Regions from separate parts of the Sus scrofa genome. Here region 1 is linked to region 2. A link is a contact called in public HiChIP or PLAC-seq data. All regions are on one chromosome and are shown on one strand. Each heading gives the region's core, a stretch centred on a gene start, on an enhancer-like site or on the middle of the called end of the contact. The rest is flanking DNA. Distances are from core to core; before and after follow the strand shown.

Region 1 (5,529 bases), core at 231-2,730, 520 kb after region 2:
GAAAAGATCAATGTGAAAAGTAGAAATGATAATATAAAAAGGAGCAACATTTACTTCCATTTGGTAATAAATGGAATCTTTGTGTTTATGTCTTAACTGTGCCATAAAATGTGGTGAATTAGCACTATTCTCGATTAGACATAGAGAAATTGAGGGTAACCTGGAATCATTTCAAAACTGAGCTTTCTCAAATAAGGGCAATGATGCTCTGTTGTTCTAGGGTCAAGGAAACACATAATCTCCTTAGAAAGAGAGCTCCTGCAGGGCATAAAAACACTCTGACTGTAGTGGTGAGACGACTTGCATTCTTAGAAAACCATGGAGCACTTGCCATGTGGCCAGCACTTGGCCAAGCCTGAGATTATGATGATAATAGAGTCCCTGCCCTGCTTGACAGGAGATTGGGGTAATAATACAGGTATAAGGTCTTCAAGCATGAGGATGCTACATCTTGTTTGGAGGGGTCGATGCTAACCTTAGCAAATGGTTACATTCAAAAGCAGAAATCAGGTTTTAAAAGGAGTTAATAGTGGAACCTCCCTCCCCCCCCAAATCCTCATAGAATATAAATAACATATTTCTGCATGTTATTTAGTAAAAGCCAGAATCTTCTAACTGTAATAATCCACTTAGGACATTGAATGATTATTGTAACTAATAATATGATTATGGATACTAATTGTTATTGATTCCCGGGTTCCAAGACAGATGTTTTATTTATATTCTCTAATTTTTAACCCTCTTCTTCAAAGGGAAATAGAGTTCTTCCCATTTTATATGTGGGAATTATACTTAGGCAAGTAAATCAATTGCTCAAGGTCACATAGCTCTGCTGGGTTCTGAAGCCCATGCTTTTTCTACTATAAACTAAGTTAGCTGCCTTTTTAGATAGGGTCAGTGGGCAAGTAAGGGCTTCCACGTGGAGACTGACTTATAATGGTTGTTAAAGGTGTCTCAAAAAAAGAAATGAGTATGAAAAAGGTGGAGGGGGTAAAGTGTGGGTGACCTTAGCTTTTCCTGCAAATGCATAAGAACTGCAGCTATTTCTTAAATTTTATTAATCTGTACAAGTTGGAGGAGCATGCTGAATTTGATTATACTTTTAAATCCAAGGAGACAGTCTAAGTGATTGGAGTTTCACTTGGAGTCATTAAACTCTTGATTATAATAGTAATAATAACACCTGTCAGAAGAGCAGTTGAGACTTTCCACTCTTACTTTGCCCTCTAGATTCAGTTTCTGTAAATAGCCAGCAAGGGTTAGGAGTCCAAGGAGGAAGGTGGGCATTTTCTTACAGAAGACTTTTATGCTCTGGATTTGAAGAGTGCCTATGTTGTATATTTGTTTTCAAAGGAATATCTGACTTATATTTAGGAGTGCTACAATCTTAACTAATTGTTCTCCTGACCCGTCTCTCCCCCTGTTCCTTGCAGATACTTCTTGTGCCTTCAGCTCCGGCAGGACATTGCCTCAGGCCGCCTGCCCTGCTCTCTTATGACTCACGCCCTCCTGGGCTCTTACACACTGCAGGCTGAACTTGGCGACTATGACCCAGAAGAGCATGACAGTAATGACCTCAGTGACTTCCAGTTTGCCCCCACCCAGACCAAGGAGCTGGAAGAGAAGGTGGCAGAGCTGTATAAAACCCACAGGTCTGTAGACTTGCTTACTGGAGAGGGAGTAACCATGGTGGGTTTAAATGGCTTCCCTTGGAACATTGCCAGACATTTGAGTGTAGTTCAGGGGATTGTTCATTTCACCCTTGTGGAGCTTCACGTAGTGCGAGGCAAGGCAGCTTTGAGTCACTGAGCTATCCTTCCATCGTCTTTATGGCTATTTGAGAAACTATGCTCACGAGGGTAAATGTTTTCATTTATCAGGAAAATTTACTTTTCCCTGTGATATCTCCTTTATCCTGCTCCCAGTCCTATCCCTTCACACACACACACACACACACACACACACACACACACAATTGTTTGCATTTACTGTGTATTTCTTCTGTCTTTTAATTGTCTTTATTATCATACTTGATAAGAAAGCCAGGGAGATAATGAAGCATCAAGACTTGAATCAGAAATGTGAGTGGTTATATATAAAATAAACAACAGGGACCTACTGTGTAGCACAGGGAACTATAGTCAATATCTTGTAATAACCTATAATGAAAAAAAAATATTTATCTACATATAACTGAATCACGGTGCTGTACACCAGAAACTAATAACAACATTGTAAATCAATTGTGTTTTAATTAAAAAAAAGAGAAACAAGAGTGGTAAATGGAGGTAGGAATGGTAATTGAAATCTACGGGTGTTTTTCTACCCATAAAAGATGACTTTTGGTTTAGTTTAGCATTACTTAATTACTTAAATACCATATTACACTTTGAGAACTTTATATCTGTGTGAAAACAAAATTTTTTTAAGCACAAGTTTTTAAAACTCCAGCAACTAACTTGTCCCATACTGCAAAATGGAAGTTTTCAAAAATTTTGACTGAAATATCTGAAAGGTACTTTGAGAGATTAGAGATTTTTAAGCAGACTACCACCATTGACTTTTCTTTTAAAAAGTGCAATATTTGACTTTATATTCTTATTAACTTTATTACCATTCTATTCAGTAGACATATGTAATTTGAAATTGAAATTCAGGTGCTGAGATGCCATGGGGAATATGAAGATTAATGGACCCGGCTTTGTAGGAACTTCAGATTCATTTCGTTGGGAATATAGATAAGAATGGAAATAATTTTAATATGGACAGAATGTGGTCTGTCAGGTGTAAAATCAAATCCGAGTACTTCTGATCTTTAGTATGGTCGATCCTAGTGAAATAAATTAAGGAGAGTATTTGTCTATTTCAGAAAGATGAGATCACTTTTTATTCTTAATTTATGTTGTACCCATTATTGCTGGGGCTTTTTTGCCCAGTGGAAAAAATTGAAAGCATGTTTCTGAGATAAAGTGTAAAGATGAAGGTGCAGCTCCTTGCCATGAATAGGTTTATATTGGAGGATCTTAAAAGAAAAATGCAAGAGGTTGAGAGTTGAGCCTTCTTATCTGTTTGCACATATGGCTGGGTCACTCCCTCCACCTTAAACTCTCCAAGCTCATACCCCACTTTCCCTATTTTAGCCACATTTGCTTTGTGTCCGTCAATATGATAATATTGTTTCTTTTGATTCTTAGGGGCTTATCTCCAGCACAAGCTGATTCTCAGTTCTTAGAAAATGCCAAGAGGCTTTCCATGTATGGTGTTGACCTGCATCATGCCAAGGTACTGTGAGTGTAACAGGGAATTGGCATCTTTCCAGCATGTTGCCTGAAGTTTTGGGAGGGCTCCAGTTTTAGACCAGCCTAGCTCACTTTTAGGAAAATGCTACTCACCCAAGGATCTCTATAATATTTCCTTGGAGTTTCCAATTGTGGGGTCTGTGGTTATGAGGGGGGGCCAGTGATTCTCCCCCCTTACTCATTCTTCTTTTTCTAATCTTTTAAATTGATACCCTTTCACACGTACTTACTCTAAGATTACTTTAATCCTCCTTCTTTACTCCACATCCTGTCTTTATTCTGTGTCCAGTTTTTGCTTTGCCAAGTGCTGCCTCTGTCCCAGCCCCATCCCCCACCTCTGTCTTGGGAGAGGAGAACAAATCTTAGCCACTGTGAAAGGTCAAGGCAGTGCAGATAGAACCACTTTCCAAAAAAACTGCTGGCGAAGGAGCCCTAGAGTTGAGCTTTTCCCTGCGGGTCTGCTTTTTGCCTCTGGTAAGATCAATGAGGCTGGCCCAGGTTCCAGGCCTTTGTCTGATGTGAACAATGGGGAAAGAATGGAATCATGGAGGTAGCAGGTGCAGGGTTGCTGGGGAAGATGCCAGTAACAGACATTCCCTAGGATGGTCAGGTAGTGGGAGGAGTCAGGGGTGGAGGTGGGGGAGTACAAGACACAAGGTGAAAGATGCATCTGGGTTTAAAAAATATATCCAGGGTCGACTTAGCGTGTGGAGGGAACCTATAGGTGCCTGCTTTTAAAAGACCCTGCCAGGGAGTTCCCTTCGTAGCTCAGCAGAAATGAGTCTGATTAGCATCCATGAGGACACAGGTTTGATTCCTGACCTCACTCAGTGGGTTAAGAATCCCGTGTTGCTGTGGTGTAGGCCAGCAGCTACAGCTCTGATTTGACTCCTAGCCTTGGAACCTCCATATGCTGTGAGCACGGCCCTAAAAAGACAAAATAAATAAAAATAAATAAATAAACAATAAAAGGCCCTGCCAATCCTTTGGTGTAGTTTAGGAAGCGAGATTACATGAGTTTGAGAAACCTCTAGGAAAGACCCTCACCCAAAGGTATCTTCCCTCTGTAGACCTCACATTAATAATTCTTGATACTGTTTTAATAGTGCTTTGCAAATATGAAATACTCCTTTTTCCTCTGTGGCTTCTTTTATTCTTTAAATATTTTTCCTTATTACAAAAGTTAGACATGTTTATCATAGAAAATAGAGGCAAACAGGAGAAGAATACAAAAAGACCGAAATCTCTATGCAGAAGCAAGCACTGTTAGTATTTTGGTATTTTCTTGTTTTATTTAAAAAAAATCTGAGCAGTCACACTGCCATTTAAAAAATGGGATTATACCACAAATATTTCATAAACTTTTTCTTTTTTTGACTCACTCTTATAAACACTTTTCCATGTTGGTAAATAGTCTCTGGCAGCAACATTTTGAACTGCTATATGCTATATACCTTTAATTTTTAAAAGCACTTTCACATACACTATCTCATTTATGGTTCAGATATTTTTATTTTTATAGAAACTACATAAAACAGAATGCAGATGGCTTATTACACTCTGGCTGTTGCCCCAAGGCACATAATATAAAGTAGTCCCATCTGTGATATCTTCTGATAAATCCTACCAGGAGGTAAAACAGATCTTGCCAATACTTGTCTTTTAGCTCTTTTCTCTATATGATGGGGCCAGGCTGAGTCAGCAGAGAAACAGAAAGAAGGGTGGGGGGAGCAGATTTGGTATCAAAAAGACCCCCCAGGAATTCCCATTGTGGCTTGGTGAATTAAGAACCCGACTAGTATCCATGAGGATGTGGGTTCAATCCCTGGCCGCGCTCAGTGGGTTGAGGATCCAGCGTTGCTGTGAGCTGCTATGTAGGTCACAAATGAGGCTCGGATCTGGTGTGGCTGTGGCATAGGCTGGCAGCTGTACCTCCAATTTGACCTGGGAACTTCCATATGCCACAGGTGTGGCCCTAAAAAGACCCCCCCCCAAAAAAAAACCCCAGAGCCCCTCTCTCCTACTCTAGACCCTGTTATTTTCCACATGTGACTCTTATATCTGCTGCTTTGTTGATCATTAGTTAGAAAGCAGTGCTTAGAGGGAAGTCCTGAAACATTTCAGGATTCTTGTTTTTGAAGTTGTGTCTTAGAAAAGTTAAAAATGTTGCTGGTTCTGTTATAAGTATGGTTTCCATTCTTGCTTTGTGGTTAGGAGTAGATCACTTAAA
Region 2 (5,999 bases), core at 954-3,453:
CAGCAAGTATTGATGGGAAACCTGGACAGCTGAATGCAAATCAATGAAACTACAACACACCCTCACACCATGCATGAAAATAAACTCGAAATGGCTTCAAGACTTAGATATAAGACAAGACGCCATCAAACTCCTGGAAGAGAACATAGCCAAAACCCTCTCTAACATCAACCTTCCAAATGTTTTCTCAGGTCAGTCTCCCAAGCAACAGAAATAAAAGCAAAAATAAACCAATGGGACCTAATCAAACTGACAAGCTTTTGCACAGCAAACGAAACCAAAAAGAAAACAAAAAGACAACTTACAGAATGGGAGAAAATGGTTTCAAATGATGCAACTGACAAGGGCTTAATCTCTAGAATATACAAGCAACGTATACAACTCAACAGCAAAAAAACCAACAACCCAATGGGCAAAAGACATGAATAGACATTTTTCCAAGGAAGATGTACAGATGGCCAATATCCCTGATATCATATTAGAGAAATGCAAATCAAAACTACCACGAGATACCACCTCACACCAGTCAGTATGGCCATCATTAATAAATAACAAATGCTGGAGGGGGTGTGGAGAAAAGGGAACCCTCCTGCACTGTTGGTGGGAATGTAAGCTGGTACAACCACTACGGAGAACAGCATGGAGGTACCTTAGAAATCTATACATAGAACTACCATATGACCCAGCAATCCCACTCTTGGGCATATATCCAGACAAAACTTTCCTTAAAAAAGACACGTGCACCCGCATGTTGATTGCAGCACTATTTACCATAGGCAAGACATGGAAACAACCCAAATGTCCACCTAAGATGATTGGATCAGGAAGATATGGTATATATACACAATGGAATACTACTCAGCCATAAAAAGAACACGATAATGCCATTTGCAGCAACATGGATGGAACTAGAGACTCTCATACTGAGTAAAGTCAAGTCAGAAAGAGAAACGCAAATACCATATGTTATCACTTATATCAGGAATCTAGCATATGGCACAAATGAACCTTTCCACAGAAAAGAAAATCCTGGACTTGGAGAATAGACTTGTGGTTGCCAAGGGGGAGGGGGAGGAGTAGGGTGGATGGGGAGCTTTGGGTTAATAGATGCAAACTATTGCCTTTGGAATGGATTAGCAATGAGATTCTGCTGTGTAGTGCTGGGAACTATGTCTAGTACTTATGATGGAGCATGATAATGTGTGAAAATAGAATGTGTACATATATGTGTAACTGGGTCACCATGCTGTACAGTAGAAAAAAAACTGTATTGGGGAAATAACAATTTTAAAAAAGATTTCACTTAATTATTATATCAATTTAAGTTGCTGCCTTCTCCACTGACAAGAGATTGTAGCAATTTCATCATCTTTCTCTTTCTGGTACAGAGAGGGAGACACCCTCACCAATGAAGATTTCCCTGATAAATGGAAATGTCCCTGACCAAAGGGTAACTTCTGTTCAGTTTTCAAAGCTTCCCTTGTGTCTGCTATTTCTTAAAAAAGACCAGCTCAAGACAATCCTTATGCCAAAGAGGCATATTTGGGGGTGCATATTCTGCTCTCCTTTATGGCCAATTAGAAAGCACATTTTTCACTGAGTTAATTATTTTCCATAACCTGTAACTGCATTATAGTACAAAGTTGTCATATCTCTGGGGATTTGTAACTACTCAGCCTAAAACTTAAGTCTCTGTTGGCTGTGTTGGCCATATCCAGCAGCCATAGCAATCCACAGCTTCACTGATGGGAAATGTGGGAGTATTAGCTGGCTAGGGCTGTCATCAAAAAAAATAGAAATCTATTCTTTCACAGTTCTAGAAGCTAGAAGTCCAAGGTGAAAGTGTCAGTAGGACTGGTTCTTTCTGAGGGCTGTGAGAGAGAATCTCTCCTCAGCTTTTGGTGGTTTATGAGCAATTCTAGGTGCTCTGGTTTTTAGAAGCATCACCGCCACCTCTGCCTTGGTTGTCACAAATTTCCCCCTTTTATAAGGACGCCAGTCCTGTTGGATTAGGGTGTACCCTAATGACCACATATTAACTTGATTACCTCTATAAAGACCCTATTGCCAAATAGGATCTCATTCTGAGGTACTGGGGGTTGAGACGTCAACATATGAACTTGGGGGATAGATAGGGTACTGTTCTACCCTTTACAGTGGGGAAGAGCTAAGTCTCTGATTGTGTGAAACCACAGTCTTGAAAAGCCTAGAGTCACAGAGTGCACAAGCCTGAGCATCAACAGGGAGGGGGGTCCCAGGGAAAGGGTGCCACCTCCCTTGCCATGGATTACGGCAACATAGCTTCTACCTCTTCACATATTGGTGTTCACATGAGATTTCCTGAAAAAAGGAAAACTGTCAGGAAGGGAAAAGGGGAGTTGTTCAATGGATACAGGGTTTCTATTTTACAAGATGAAAAGGTCTAGAGTTCTGGTGCACAGCAAAGTACCTCTGCCTATCACTACTGTACTCTACACACTTACAAATGGTTCAGACGGTAAATTTTATGTTACGTGATTTTTATCACATTTTTTGAACAAAGCACCCCAAACTATATTTGCTCAACTGATTTTTGTCTTACAGCAATATTTCCTGAAGAGGAGACTCACAGACGATGACTCATTTTCCCAACATATGCAGTTTTTAAAGGTTACACTCCACTTACTGTTAGCATATTGGCTATATTCCTGTGTTGTACAATACATCCTTGTGGCCTATCTTACACCCAATAGTTTGTAACTCCCACTTCTCCACCTCTTATGTTGCCCCTCCCCGTCTTACTGGTAATGAGTAGTTTGTTCTCTGTATGTGTACCACAATTTTTTAAAAAAAGAGAAGTCTGTCATAAACCCATGCTCCATGGAAGGACTAACCATGCCCTGTAGCCTGTGCCACACCACACAGTGACAGCTGTATTTGCACAGGAAAAACAAATGTCAGCCACATTCTGCCCCTCGCTCCATCACCACAATTTCTTCTTACCCTGAAATTCCAAGAATCTCTGAGAACTAATTCTCCTGTTTTACAAAGTTATTTTTCCTCCCTCCTGAGAATGAATCTGATTTTCTTAAGAAACGTTCCAATGCATACGTGGTTTTGGTTCAATGACAGTTATAGGCAAAGCATGAAACCTGAAAATTTCAACCTTGCTCCTTTCTATATTTTTTTTATTGTGTATGACTTTGGAAATACAAACCAAAAAATAAAGATAAAATAATACCATGATCCAAGGACTAAAATTGGAAATCAAAACACAATATATAAGCCATCCAAGAAGATGTGAAGTGCTATTGGATTGTGGTTTTATTTTACGTTTCTCTAAGGACAAATGTGACCATATTTTCATGTGCTCATTGGCCATGTAAGAATATACATTTAGAGAAAAAATGCATATTCAAATTCATTGCTTTTTTTTTTTTTTTTTGTATTTTTGCTATTTTCTTGGGCCACTGCGGTGGCATATGGAGGTTCCCAGGCTAGGGGTCTAATCGGAGCTGTGGCTGCCGGCCTACACCACAGCTCACGGCAACTCCGGATCCTTAACCCACTGAGCAAGGCCAGGGATCGAACCCGCAACCTCATGGTTCCTAGTCGGATTTGTTAACCACTGCACCACGACGGGAACTCCTGTAAGAATTCTTTATATGCCACGGATACCAAAACTTTATCAGATACATGATTTACAGGAAAGTATCCGTAGTATACAAATACTGGTTCCCAAACTTTGTTAATAAAATCTATTACACAAGGGGGCGCTAGATTACATATAATAAATTAATCTCGTAAAAGAACAGACAAATTAGCTTTAGAATATAATTTAACATAAAATAAATTGTAGCTATAGTTGAGAATTGTCAGTATTAACCAATTGAAGAGTTTTTTTCACATTCCACGTGGAATTTAATCTCTTTTTACATCTGAGATTTCAAAAGTTTCTTTGAATGAATTCTACACACACACACACACACACACACACACACACACAAACATGCATGGCAAATCAATGCACCCATCTCTCATTTGATCTGAAATAGCAATGAGGTCTAAGAGTATTTAGCTTTCTTACCTATGTAATGCATTAAGTAATTAGAAGCATTTGTCAAACTCCACTGGTGATGCAGCATGTCTTTTAAAAGGTTATTCATTTACACGGATTTTAAATTTAAACATTTAAGGGAATTACATGTTATCATGAATCATAGTTCATTCTGGCCGGGTCATTCCTCCTAACTTTACACTTTCCCATCCCACAGAGGTATTTATAGGAACTATCAAGAACAAATCAGCAAAATTTTCAGGAGAGGGAAGAAATATCCGGAAACATTTATGTCCTCATTTCAAATTTGTCCAGTAAATGTCCATAGTATAAAGATTTGAATTTATGTAGAGGAAAAAAATCAGACATCTCTAATTAAAGTCCAAGGGGGAAAATTTTCACAGTTCTAAATCTCATTCTGCAGACTGGGTATTCAATTAATACTTTTTTAAAGATAACCCAAAAGTTTACTAAGTCTCTCCCTATCCCCATTGTTCCCATCACTACATTAAATTAAAAACAGTGTATGTTCTTAGGATAGATGGATGTGGATTTAAATCCCAGGTGCAAAGCCTCAGTTTTCTCATATCTAAAAGAAGATCGACATTCTCAATGTATTTGGTATATCATGATGGCATTATTTATTATGTAATAATATCTATAAAGTGTTGGATATACTTCTTTCTTTTCTCTTTTTTTTTTTTTTTTGTCTTTTTAGGGCTGCACCCACAGTATATGGAAGTTTCCAGGCTAGGGGTTGAATTGGAGCTGCAGCTGCCAGCCTACACCACAGCCACAGCAAGGAGGGATCTGAGCCACGTCTGCGACCTACACCACAGCTCACAGCAACGCCGGATCCTTAACCCACTGAGCAAGGCCAGGGATGGAACGTGTGTCTTCAGAGATGCTAGTTGGGTTCATTACCACTGAGCCAGGGTGGGAACTCCTCTCTCCTCTTTCTTTTCCTTTGTCCCTTCCTAAATTCTCTGATTTCAAAAAGTGTCAGGTGTCTTGCAGCCATGTTTAATATTTTGTTGTTTTTAATTTGTTAATTTTTCCTTGCCCCCTCCCTGGACACCCCAGTCCCCACAACCACGTTCAAAAACTCTCATGAGGAGCTCTTCGTGGGGGCTGTATTCCAAAAACTTTGCATAGTATCTGTGCAAGACTAAGAGAATCAACCCTACAGTTTCAGAGGTCATATTCCTTTCCTATTATTACTGATTTCAGCTCTACTGTGGGTGCAGTGATACACTAGAACTGTCTTAGGCAGGGTTTTTAGCAGTAGGCAACTCCATTAAGGTAAGGTTTTTTTGTTTCTTTGCTTTTTTGTTTTTTTTGTTTTTTTTTTTAAGGGATAGAAGCAACTCCCAGAATTGTTGAGACGACTGCAAAAATGGGCTGAACTTCCAAGGAACTGCTGGCTCTTCCACAGCATGAGGCTGTTGAATCAGAAAGCCACTGCTGCTGATACCAACATGCTACCGGTGACAAGCTCTCTTGGGGAGAGAGATGGTGCCCCGAACTCTGCTTTTCCCTCTGTGTAACTCAGAGTAAGAGTCTCTTCTAATGCTAGAACCTGAGTTACTCCTAGAACTCCACCTTTAACAAAGACTGGGGAAGTAACTCTTTTATAGCACAGGAAGGCACAATAGAATTGGCGTTGTAGGATTTTAAATGTCAATCCAGAGAGTCTACATTCTTTGTTTTCTATTTGGTTTGTTTTCATATAATTATTAGAGCTTTTAAATACATTATTAAACACAAGTCTATGTTCTTCTAACATTACTGGTGAGGAAGATGGAATATATAGAGATTCAATGATATGACATTATATATAGGGCTATCTAGAATATTTTTGAAAGTAACCAAACTCAGTAATATCATATTATCTATTTTCTAAGCAAGACTCTGTATCATACTTTGTATAGATTAAATACAGAATTTTAAACACCGAGCAAGA

Evidence for each region. HiChIP or PLAC-seq counts read pairs in DNA pulled down with a chosen protein or histone mark.
Region 1: an H3K27ac HiChIP or PLAC-seq map of alveolar macrophages shows a contact between it and region 2. The contact joins two enhancer-like sites. A contact is called at or near these places in 17 of 47 Hi-C or Micro-C datasets (adipocytes, alveolar macrophages, blood and 10 more) and 2 of 2 datasets of contacts at active chromatin or transcription factors (alveolar macrophages and skeletal muscle).

The regions. Positions count from the first base shown.
Region 1 is chr1:32,569,286-32,574,814 of Sscrofa11.1, forward strand. It overlaps EPB41L2 (band 4.1-like protein 2), which reads left to right. Exons shown (of 18, transcript XM_021088293.1): 7 at 1,434-1,652; 8 at 3,195-3,282. Among named protein-coding and RNA genes, the nearest start is that of SMLR1, 140 kb to the right of the region's middle. Within about 2 kb of position 1,481, at least 13 of the 83 cell types and tissues checked have an H3K27ac peak or open chromatin away from gene starts, as enhancers often do. A contact at or near this core is called in alveolar macrophages, where this site is marked.
Region 2 is chr1:32,047,143-32,053,141 of Sscrofa11.1, forward strand. All of the region lies in intron 4 of LOC106508846 (a long non-coding RNA gene), which reads right to left. Among named protein-coding and RNA genes, the nearest start is that of ARG1, 30 kb to the left of the region's middle. Within about 2 kb of position 2,204, at least 3 of the 83 cell types and tissues checked have an H3K27ac peak or open chromatin away from gene starts, as enhancers often do. A contact at or near this core is called in alveolar macrophages, where this site is marked.